Regions from separate parts of the Macaca mulatta genome. Here region 1 is linked to region 2. The links are chromatin contacts, called in public Hi-C maps. All regions are on one chromosome and are shown on one strand. The core of a region is the stretch at or near the end of the contact, and the rest is flanking DNA. Distances in the headings are between cores, read along the strand shown.

Region 1 (5,929 bases), core at 2,729-5,228, 510 kb before region 2:
TAGAAAAAGGAATATATTATAGAAGACTGAGGTTTGTTTTGTGTTTTCCACAGCAAGGAAAATAATTAACTCTAAGAATATTTACTGAGTGCCAACTATACTAGTAGCAATGTATTAGGAATGGGAACTATAAAGATGAGTAAGACATAATCCTCAAGATATTTAAAACCAGAGGAAGACCCATTAATAGGTTTAAGGGATTTGGTTGCCTTCTAATCATGAAACAAATACTTATGAGGCAGTACTAAAATTAGGTGAGAATGAATTAAAGCACAGAAGAAAGAACAAATTGCTGAGCCTGAGACTGTGAAATCCTTGAAGGATGAACAGGTACTCAGTAAAGAGAAGAAGGCCATTTATAGGCAAGGGAAAGAATATATGCATAGATACATTGCTGAAAAAGTTCATGGCATGTTGTAGTAAATAGGCACCATCCAGTGTAACTGGAGCACTTACAAAATGAGACTGTAGACTGCAACCATATTATAATGGGACTTGTACACAATGTTAAGCATTTTAAACTTTTCTCCATGGGGCAATGGATAGTCACTGATGGTTTTGAACACTGTGAAAATTATAATCCACCTTTGTTTTAGGGAAAAAAAGATTAGAAAGTAATTTACATAGTATTATGAAGCACTAGAAAACAAGAAGACTATAGGCAGGGAAATCAGTTTGAAGGTAACTATTGTCATCTAAAAAACAGGTAATAAGGATTTGACGTAGAATTGTGAGAACTTGGACTTGAAAGACACTTCGAAGGGGAAAGGCATGGTTTTGAGGCTGGCTCTTGGCGAGGAAAAAGAAGAGGAAAGAGTAAGAGTCTTGGTTCTCACTGGATGATGATACCCGGCACTGCATAGAGCAGTTAGTGTGTGCTCCATAAATACGTCAGATGGAATCAAATTTTTATAACTTGATAAATTAACTTGGATTGGGCCAGGTAGAGAATTACAAAGCATTCGCATGTCCAAAACAACCATACCCTTAAAATAAAAGTGAAAGAAGAACAAAATTAACTGAAAGATTAAATACTAGTTGATAGAAAAAAACACAGAATTATTTTTAAGGGGAAAAATCAAACCAAGACATCAGAATTTTTCCCTAAAGTAGATTTTGTAGAACATTAGTCCCAAAATACATACCAAAATAAAACAGATCCAAGGTCAAAACACATTTGGAAAATGTTACCTGCCATAATCACCCTCACATACGTACCACAAACACTAGCATCTAAAATACTCTGAAAAGTTCCATAATTTAAAAAATTTAACTTTATTGAAGACAGAGTTTCTCAAACTTTTGACCACAAAACATTATCAAATCTTCCACAGAACCAGTGTCCCTAAGAACATACTGGAAAAGTTATGGCTTTGCAAAAAGTTCTCCAAATAATCAGACTTTCAATTAAATCAGAAGGAAGATTACAAGGTGTGGAAACACAAAAATACAAACCTTCAGGTGAAGTTTCTGAAGAATCCGAGTGAGCAACCGTGGAAATCTTCCTATATCTATTGCATTGATCAGTGACACTGCTTTCTTCATGCTAAAGAAAATTATAAAACAAAGTTGTAAAATGAGCTTTCCAAGTTGAACTGTACTTTCTATAGTTATCTTAAGTTTTCATTCCAACAACTCTGATTGCTGTATGGTAAATCTGAGTGAAATAAAGAAAAACAGATGACAGCCAGCAAAAAGGGCAGGGCAACCTGAACATTTCCAAAAAGATGCCCCCAAAATTACTTCTGCTGAAAAGGTCCATTTGGCAAATTTTCTCTTGCTTTTGGGCAAACCAAAGTACTAGGGAAAGCTTCTACTCTGCAGCGGAAGAGCATTAATCTAGTAGAGTGTTTATATAACCACTTAACCCAAAAACGGAACTCTGAAAGTGGTGGGAGGAGAGGAATAGCAATTATGGCAATTACACCAAAAACTTAAAGAATACTACAAGGCAAGTAACTTTTCAAATACTATGTACAAAATTATTTGGGGTCACTAAGGACATAGTTATTTTAAAACCCTCTTTCGATTGTAATAATCAACTTCATTATTACAATAATAATCAATTTTGAGATAGGGTCTCGCTCTGTCACCCAGGTTGGAGTGCAGTGGCATGAGCTCACTTCACTACAGCCTCTGTCTCCTGGGTTCTAGGAATCCTCGTGCCTCAGCCTCCCAAGTAGCTAGAACTACATGCACAGGCCACAACGCTGGCTAATTTTTGTATTTTTTGTAGAAATGGGGTTTCGCCCTGTTGCCCAGGCTGGTCTCTAACTCCTGAGCTCAATCAGTCCTGCGGTGGCTCACGCCTATAATCCCAGCACTTTGCAAGGCCAGGGAGGACGTATCACCTGAAGCAAGGAGTTCCAGACCAGCCTAGCCAACACAGTGAAACCCCATCTTTACTAAAAATACAAAAAAATTAGCTGAGCAAGGCAGTGGGCGCCTGTAATCCCAGCTACTTGGGAGGCTGAGGGACGAGAATCACTTGAACACAAGAGGGGAGAGCTGCAGTGAGCCAAGATGGCGCCATTGCCCTCCAGCCTGCACAAGAGGGAAACGCCTTCTCAGGAAAAAAAAAAAAAAAAAAAGAGACATCTGCCCGCCTCAGTCTCCCAAAGTGCTGGGATTACAGGCATGAGCCACAGCACCTGTCCTGTAACAATCAACTTTAAATGATGAGATGAGAACAATTCTTTACTGCACCATATTGGATACTGTTTACTGATGTAGCAGTGTTCCCCAAGACACTGGTATGAGGAAAGAAACTGGCAATCAGAACCAAAGTGAGGCAGGAAAATAGGGTCGGGAGGCTGGGAACATAAGGCTGATTCACACTTCAGCTATGACAGGAAATGTCCTCTATATAGGGCATAGGCGGAGTAAATGACTTTGTAACTTTACTTCATCCTCTTCATTTACATAGGGAGAACACCAAGTAACCAATGGAATCCTCTAGAGGTTATTTAAATTCCCAAAAATTCTGTAGGGGCCCTTCAGCCCCTATGCTCAGGCAACTTCCACACTGTAGAGTGTAGTTTCATTTTCAATAAATTTCTGCATTCTTTCCTCGCTTTGTTTGTGCGTCTTCTCCAGTTCTTTGTTCAAGACGCCAAGAACCTGGACACCCTCCACTGGTAACAAAAGGAATCCAGGAAGAAGGAAAAACTTTAAAATAACTCTTTTCTTCTGGAAGATTCCTGCCCAATTCAAGCACAAAGAAATTATTTCCGAACACTATTTTGCCTATATACTTCAGTACTTTTTCTGTATCCACACACTACCTGCACTATTACTTATTTTTTCACAAATTAAGTCTTTTTTTACTTAAATAATGTTAAAGGGGAACTGTATGTCACCACCATGGACAACCAGCTTAATTTACCATAAGTAGAAATTAACTAAAAATTTGTTTAAAATGCAAACAAAAGCAAATGCTACCAAAGCCAGGCTAGATTCTGTTACCAATCAAAAATTCGGTCCCATATTCGATCCTGACTTAAAAGGGGTATTAACACATGTTGGTCCAGCACCAGTGTGAGCCTTTCTCACCACAGGGTCCGAACGGGAACTGAAATCGGAAACGGAATACCGTCCCACGTGATTCAGCAGCACTCAAGGCAGCGCCCGGGAACTTCTGATACCAAACTCCGCAAACAGTGACGCAGACCTCATGCTTGCAGACCACACGCTTCCATACAGACCTCAGCTGCCAAGCGCACTGTGAGCCCCACAGGTGGACCACCGTGAAGGTAAAGGCGCTACACGGCCCCACGCACTCCGCAGACCCAGCGTCGCGACCTCGGCAGCCCACCCCACCCAACCGGGTCCGCCGCGGCGGCCAGGCGGCAGGCAGCAAGGTCAGCCTTGTGCGAGCCCGCTACCGCAGGAGCTTAACGGATCAGCTACCTGGGGCTCTCCCGTAGGATCAGCGCCGCCGGCACCGCCATCCTCGACTTTCTCGCACTGCCGCCGTCTGTCAGCTGCGCCGAAGCCAGCCAATGGCGGCCGCGGCGGACGGAAAGCCGGAAGGCCCAAGCCGCGCCGGGGCCGCTTTAGAGCTCTGGGGCTCCTGCGACCCCGGCGGCCGGAGACCTGTCCCGCAGTCCTGGAGGGCGGAGAGGGCGGCCCAGTTGTCCTCCCGACACTACAATCGTGTTGGACTTAAGTCTGTGCATATATATGTCTTTGTATTTATGTATTATATATGTATGTACATACGTGGACAGGTGTGTGTGTGTGTGTGTGTGTGTGTGTGTGTGTGTGTGTGTGTGTTTAATAGGGCCGGTTTAAGCAAGTCCATGTACAGACCTGTGTGTGTGTGTGTGTGTGTGTGTGTGTGTGTGTGTGTGTGTGTGTGTGTTTAATAGGGCCGGTTTAAGCAAGTCCATGTACAGACCTGGATAGATATGTGTGTGTATGTATGTGCATATATATATATTATTTTTAATAGGGCAGGTTTAAGCAAGCCCATGTGTACATGCTTGATGCTTGGATACGTGGTGTGTGCGTGTGTGGGTATATTTTTTTAATAGGGCAGATTTAAGTGAGCCTGTGTGTACATACTTGGATAGGTAATGTGTGGGTTCCAGCGTTTGGCCTGCGGAGAGGCAGGCGGTTCAGCCAGCTCCCCTGAGCCTGCCCAGGAAGCTGCGCATCACCCCTCAGGAGAGGTGGTGCCTCCAATTCCACCCTAAGCACTGTGCCATCACCCCCTCCTGTATCTGCATCTGCAGGGCTTGTAGTATGTACGTTCAATTCCTTCAGCAATGTTCAATGAATGAGCGCCTACTGTGTACCAAGCGCTGTTCTAGGCACGGGAGATACAAAAGGCCAAAATTCCTGCTCTCAGGGTTTGCCAGCAGTCTAAATGGACAAGTATTTGTTGCACCCTTCTTTAGAGTCTGACACTGCAGAGCAGGGGAGATGAATCGCTGCAGTGAGTAATGTCAAGGACCTCATCCAAGACTAGGGAGACACCATGTTTGCATAAATACCTTGATCTGCCTTTGAGAAAAACATGGAGTGAGTTAAAGGAATTCAGATGTGGGAGCAGTGAAAGGCATCAGAGGTAAGATCAGGAAAAGCTTCCTAGGGCAGGTGGCAAATGCGGTGGGTCTGCAGAGGTGTGGAGGGTGAGGCAATATGTTTCAGGTCAGTAGAGTAGAAGGACGGTTTGACGTTTGAAGAACAGGAATTTAGACTAGAAAAAGCCTTTAATGACTGGTTGTGGCATGTGCACTTAATCTGGTGAGAAATGGGTAGCCATTAAGTTGTTTTTTGTATCCATTAAATGTTTTGAAGCAAAGAAATTTTGCAATGGGAGTTGGTTTTTTTGAAGGTTGCTGTCAGCAGAATGATGATTGGAGTGGAAAGAGGTAAGCAGGAGGGCTACCTGGAAACTACTGCAATAATCTATGGAAAGCAATAAAATCCTGTGGTACTAAAAAGGCATTGGTGAATTAAAAGATAGTGGATGGATTAGTTACATTTCAGCAGTAGAATATTCAAGAGCTGCCAAAAAATTGAATTTAATTTTCCTTCCTAATTATGTTTTACTTAAATTATTATTTAAATTAGTTGGCATTCCTGGAGCAGCCCAAGAACAACCTAACTGAAAGGAGAAACCAGATTGCAAATTAAATGTGAATAATCTCCACATGGATAATTGAGTCAATTATACAATGTGTTGAACACATACAAATACATTTAGTTCCACAACACTCTACAGTCCCCAATGTATGCATATCTGAAAAAGATGTATGTGAATCTACATAAATTATAGGTCTCTGATCCAAACACAGATTACCTCATCTGCAACTTAAAAGGGTCCCAGTTCCCTCATTCTTTGAATCATTTCCCTTTTGTCTTGATTCCTTTCCTAAAGTAGAACCACTAACCAACTAAAACTGTTTCAGATCCCTAATGA
Region 2 (5,786 bases), core at 2,839-5,338:
GTGTTTTTCTCACAATAATGACTAACTACTGATGCATCCAGTATATTAGATTTTCCTTATTTTGCTGTGAAACATAACATACATGCAGAAAAGTACATAAACCATATAATAATAAGTAAATACAAAGTGACCATACATGTAACCACCACCTATGTCAAGAAAAAGAGCATCACCAGCACCAAGGAAGCCCCCACTTTCCCCACCCTGTGTTGTCTCTCACTTATTACTCCATCCTTCCCCGCTCTCCTGACTATTGAGATAATCATTCCCTTGCTTTTTTTGTGTAGCTTCGCCACGTATTAGGGAAAATGGGATTGTTCAGTTTTGCTTGTTGTCAGCCTTTATATGCTGATTTTTTTTCTGTCACTTTCTTTGGCATCATGCTTGTAAGATTCTGCAATGTTGTGCTGTGTAGCTATAATATGTTCATTCTCATTGCTGTGTTATGTCTCATTTTTGAATATACCTACATATACCTACATTTATAGATATATGGGGTATTTCCAGTTGAGACTGTTACTAGGCTTTGGCTTTCAGTAGTCTCGTATACATATTCTGGTATACCTGGTATACCTGTGCATGAGTTTCTTGAAAGTAGTGATTCTCATACTTTTTAGTCTCAGAATTTTTTTTTTTTTTTTTTAAGAGAGGATCTGGTTTTGTCACTGAGGCTGAAGTGCAGTGGTGTGATCATAGCTCACTATAACCTCAAACTCCTAGGTTCAGGCGATCCTCCTGCCTTAGCCTTCCAAGTAGCTGGGACTATAGGCATGTGCCACCATGCCCAGCTAATTTTTAAAAACTTATTATGGAGAAGAGGTATCACTATGTTTCCCTGGCTGGTCTTGAATGCCTTGGCTCAAGCAATCTTCCCACCTCAGGCTTCTAAATTGCTAGGATTACAGGTGTGAGCCATCATGTTCTCAGCTGGGCCTCAGAATCGTAAAAATTAAAGATTAAGTAAAAATATTAAAATTTAAAAATGTCCAATAAAAGTTATTGAGATCTGAGACATTTAAAATATTTGATAATTCATTTAAAATAAACAATAAACCCATTACACGTTGCATTAGTTTCCTAAGGATCCCGTTACAAATTACTACAAATGTGATGACTTGAAACAACAGAAATTTTTTCTCTCAGAACTGTAGAGTCCAGAAGTCTGCAAGTAAAGTATTGCCAAGGTTGATTCCTTCTGGAAACTCTGAAGGAGAAACTGTTCCAAGCCATTCTCCTAGTTTCCCATAGCTATGGGCAATCTTTAATGTTCCTTGACTTGTGAACATATCATTCCAATCTGTATCTTTGTCTTCAATATGCCATTCCCCTCCTCCCACTCTGCCCCCTGTATCTTTGTGTCTGTGCATCTGAAATCTTCCCTTCTCTTATAAGGGGTATTAGTCCATGTTCATACTGCTATGAAGAAATACCCCAGACAGGGTAATTTATAAAGAAAAATAAGTTAAATGAATTGACTGTTCCACATGGCTGGGGAGGCCTCACAATCATGGTGGAAGGCGAAGGCGGAGCAAAAGCACATCTTACATGGCAAAAGCACATCTTACATGGCAAAAGCACATCTTACATGGCAGCAGGCAAGACAGCGTGTTCAGGGGAACTGCCCTTTATAAAACCATCAGATCTCATGTAGCTAACTACCTGTTACAAACATGAACAATGCATTATACGTGCATTATATGTTTATAAACACGATTGGTGCATTATAAACACGAATACTGTTTTATGGGAAACATAAACAAATGGGAAAAACCTGCCCCCATGATTCAATTACCTCCCACCAGGTCTCTCCCATGATACATGGGGATTATGGGAACTACAATAAAACCATCAGATCTTATGAGACTTACTCACTATCACGAGAACAGCATGGGAAAAACTTGCCCCCATGATTCAATTACCTCCCACCGGGTCCCTTCCATGACATGTGGGGATTACGGGAACTACAATTCAAGATGAGATTTGGGTGGAGACACAGCCAAACCATACCATAAGAATAACAGTCTTTAGATTTAGGGCCCACCCTAAATCCCAGGATGACCTCATCTTGAGGTCCTTAACTTAATTACATCTGTGAAAAGCCCTATTTCCACATAAAATCATATTCACGGAGTGGAGGGGTTGAAACTTTGAACATGTATTTTTTAGGGGGACACAATGCAACTCACTGCACACATTTACATAAATAACACCTTTTAATAAAAATATTTTCCAAATAAAAATTTAGCAAGAAGAGTGACCTTATTTTCATAAATCTTTCATAATCTAGATTTATAGAAGAAGCTGGGTGCTCATTTCCTTTGATATTCACTCTGTTGTGCTGTTTTGGTTGAAATATATAATGAAAATCCAGCTTCACACAGATCATTACATACCCTCTGACAGGGTTTCAAGAGGCCTCTGGGGGTCTTCAGAGCAACACTTGAGAACCACTGCTCTAAAGCATATACTCTATAAATATATGTAAAGTGAAATTTCCAGGCCGTGGCTATATATTCCAGGCTATATATATATATATATATATGCACACACACACTGAATATAGGTGTGTGTGTTATGTGTATACATATATTCTACCTTATTAGATAACAGCACATTGTTTTCCAACTTAATTAACCAATTTGCTTTTTCACTAGCAGTGTATAAGAGGTTTTGTGGCTCTGTAAGTTGACCAATATCTGTTACTGTTACACTTAAAATTTTTGCCTATCTAGCAGTATGTAATGTATTGCATTGTGATTTTAATCGTATTCATCCTTTTGTGTCTGTTTGTTTGTATTACCATTTGATGTATGAAGAAACTGAGGTTTATTTAGAAGATCAATGTTACTTGTCCCGGGTCACATAATTAGTAAATAAGAACCCATGTTTTCTCTTTTCGAATTCAGATTTCTTCCTACTCACTAAGACAAATAATGCTTCGGTTTCTGGCCCATTTCTCAGGAAGGCTCAACCTTCCCCAGATCCCCACCCAATAACTAAGAACCTTGACTTCAAATCTTCTCCCCTCATTTCCCCACTGTGGAGACTTTGGGCACTTCAGGCGGCTGGAGGACTGCACAGCAGCCCTGCATCTTCCTCCCTTCATACCCCACTACCCACTCACCCCTACTCTCACCCTCTCATTTCCCTGTCTGACTGCTTTCTATCTGCCTCTATTTCCTTTTCATAAAACCCTCTACTCATCTTCTGCTGACTAGACCCTCATCTAATCATTTGAAAAGGAATAATATCTACTTCGTGTGTATAATGTATGAGAAAATGTATAATGCACTATAAGAATCATCACCTGTTAGCTGTTATTATTATTACTTATTAATACTATTATTTTTAAGCACTTCAACACAAATCAGTGGTGTGATCATAGGCAGTTACTCAATGTTTTTGATACTCAATTTTCTCATCAGTGAAAAGGCGTAATAATACCTTATGAGGTTGTTTGAAGGATGGAATGACATAATATATGTAATGTGCTCAGCACAGTGCTTGATGATAAGGCGTGCTCGAAGACGTTTAATTTATGTAACAAAAATTCATCTAGTGCTTGCTATGTACCAACCACTTCTAAGTAGTTTTTCCAAATATTGAAACTTTGTAATAATTCTCTATGGTAGGTGTTATTATCTCCATTCTACAGACAGACTGAGGCAGAGAGTTTAAGCAAGTGGCCGGACGTCACAGCCAGTACATGGCAAAACACCTGCAGTCTGCTCTTAGAATTCGCACTCCTTGTCCAGCTCCTGTCCAAATATTTATTATTACTTATGAGAAAACTCTGCAAATTGCAGAGGGCTCTACCACCAAAGATTAGCACCCTAGGGCAAAATGAGCCCTTTACCACTCCCTCGATGCTCCCCAGCGCTAAGTTCCCAGCGGAGGTTGCAGTGAACCCAGATGGCGCCACTGCACTCCAGCCTGGGTGACAGGGCGAGACTCTTGTCTCAAAAAAAAAAAAAAAAAAAGCGAGTGAGTGGAGCGTAATTACCCTCGCCAATAGCCTGTAACCACCGCGGCCGCCACTCCCCTTTTCCTGGCCTCGCCCCTCTCCACCCACGACTCTGGCCCCGCCCCTCGTCCCAGGCTGCGACGGAAGAAGAGCCAACGCCTCGCGGGCTTCCACGTACGCACTCTAACGCCTGTCCCCGGAGGAGAACACATCCGGGTCACGGGAGCCGGTGTCTCAGGCTCCGCCCCTTCCCCCCCAAGGGCTAATCCCCACTTCCGACCCTCATAGTCCTTTTCCGCTTCTCTTTCACCTCCCCTGGTGCGCCCCTCTGCGCCCCTCATAGGAACCCGGAGGGTAGATCTGATCCCGAATCTCCCACAGGCGCGAACCTGCTCTGCCGTGTATCTTTGCGGGGCGGCCTGCGCTGAGGCCTGCCGCGCGCGGTGAGTCCGCGCAGAACTGACCCTGCGTCTTGCAGCTCGGTTGAGGCCGCCGACTTCTCGGGATGCCGCGGCCGGGGTCCGCGCAGCGCTGGGCGGCCGCCGCGGGCCGTTGGGGCTGCGGGCTGCTCGCACTGCTGCTGCTGGTGCCTGGACCCGGAGGCGCCTCTGAGATCACCTTCGAGCTTCCTGACAACGCCAAGCAGTGCTTCTACGAGGACATCGCTCAGGGCACCAAGTGCACCCTGGAGTTCCAGGTATCAGGGGCCTAGCAGTCCCTGGGCCCCAACTCGCGGCTCCAGGGCTGGGGGTGTAAGTTGAGGGATGGCACTTTCCTGTCCGTGTTAACCCGTTCTTAGGCTAATTCAAAAATCGCTTCCAGGTAGCTGATGCCCAGCATTTGACTTTCCTCTAATAAACCTGGAGTGAGAGATGTTAAGACCGGATGTTAAAATGTATGAATTCCAGAAATGCTCCCTCTAGCATTTCTTTCCATTCTCATATTTAAGGCCTATTGAACTTCCTTCCTTAAAATATTCCCTTAAAGAAAATCATTTATATTCTATAGTACCCAGTGTCAACTCTCTAATCCACACTTCCAATTTAATTGAATTTGAAGTATTTTATTATACTACCTTCCAGAGACTGAGTTTGACCTCAGAGAGCTTGTATAGACATATATAGTCATAAAATGTTAAATGCAACAATAAAGGTACACACTAGGTATAGTGCTGGCAGAAGACAGAAGGATCATTGGGAAATTTAGCTGAGGAGCTGATATTAGAGCTGAGTCTGCAAGGTAAGTAGCCGTTGTTCGACAAGGCAGCAGAGGAGAGAAGAAGGGGCCCTAGGCAGATATGTTCATGACAGTTCCAGCAGGCCTGAAATTAGCCTGAGCTATATTGCTAACATTTGTGCATGACAGTGAAATACACTGAATAATAATAGTTTTGTGACTATAGTTACATATATTGTCACAAAACTATATATTATTAGCTTTAATGTAAAGCTATTATAATAGCTTTGTGACTGTGAGTCCAAGGGCTTTGGGGGCAGTTTGTACCAGTTTGTCAACATTATTTATTGGTAACAGTGAGATTGATGATTTGCTCCTGGTCTTGGTGAGACCACACCCCCAACACAGAGCTCTGTTGTTGAGACTAGCTTCATAGCAGGAATATGCCTATGTGACCAGCGAAATATTTTAAAATGTGGTCAAGACTCCATTTTGTGTTCCTTGGTTCCAGGGTGTTTTGTTTGCACACTTGGGTGGTTCCAGATCTGAGCGAGTATGTGTCTGGCCACAGACCTAACAGAGGGAAGACAAAGGAGCCCACACCTGACCTTTTCAGACCTCTTGCTGTGAGACAGCCTTTGGCTGT

What was found. A called contact is a pair of places that touch in the nucleus more often than the background predicts.
Region 1: a contact with region 2 is called in a Hi-C map of liver, with 3 times the contacts expected there. The contact joins the promoter of COMMD10 here to the promoter of TMED7 in region 2. A contact is called at or near these places in 2 of 14 Hi-C or Micro-C datasets (CD4 T cells and liver).

What each region holds. Positions count from the first base shown.
Region 1 is chr6:125,103,958-125,109,886 of T2T-MMU8v2.0, reverse strand. COMMD10 (COMM domain containing 10) reads right to left here and starts at 3,978. Exons shown (of 8, transcript XM_078005113.1): 1 at 3,910-3,978; 2 at 1,456-1,546. The coding sequence starts at 3,950.
Region 2 is chr6:124,589,510-124,595,295 of T2T-MMU8v2.0, reverse strand. TMED7 (transmembrane p24 trafficking protein 7) reads left to right here and starts at 4,088. Exons shown (of 3, transcript NM_001204339.2): 1 at 4,088-4,661. The coding sequence starts at 4,470.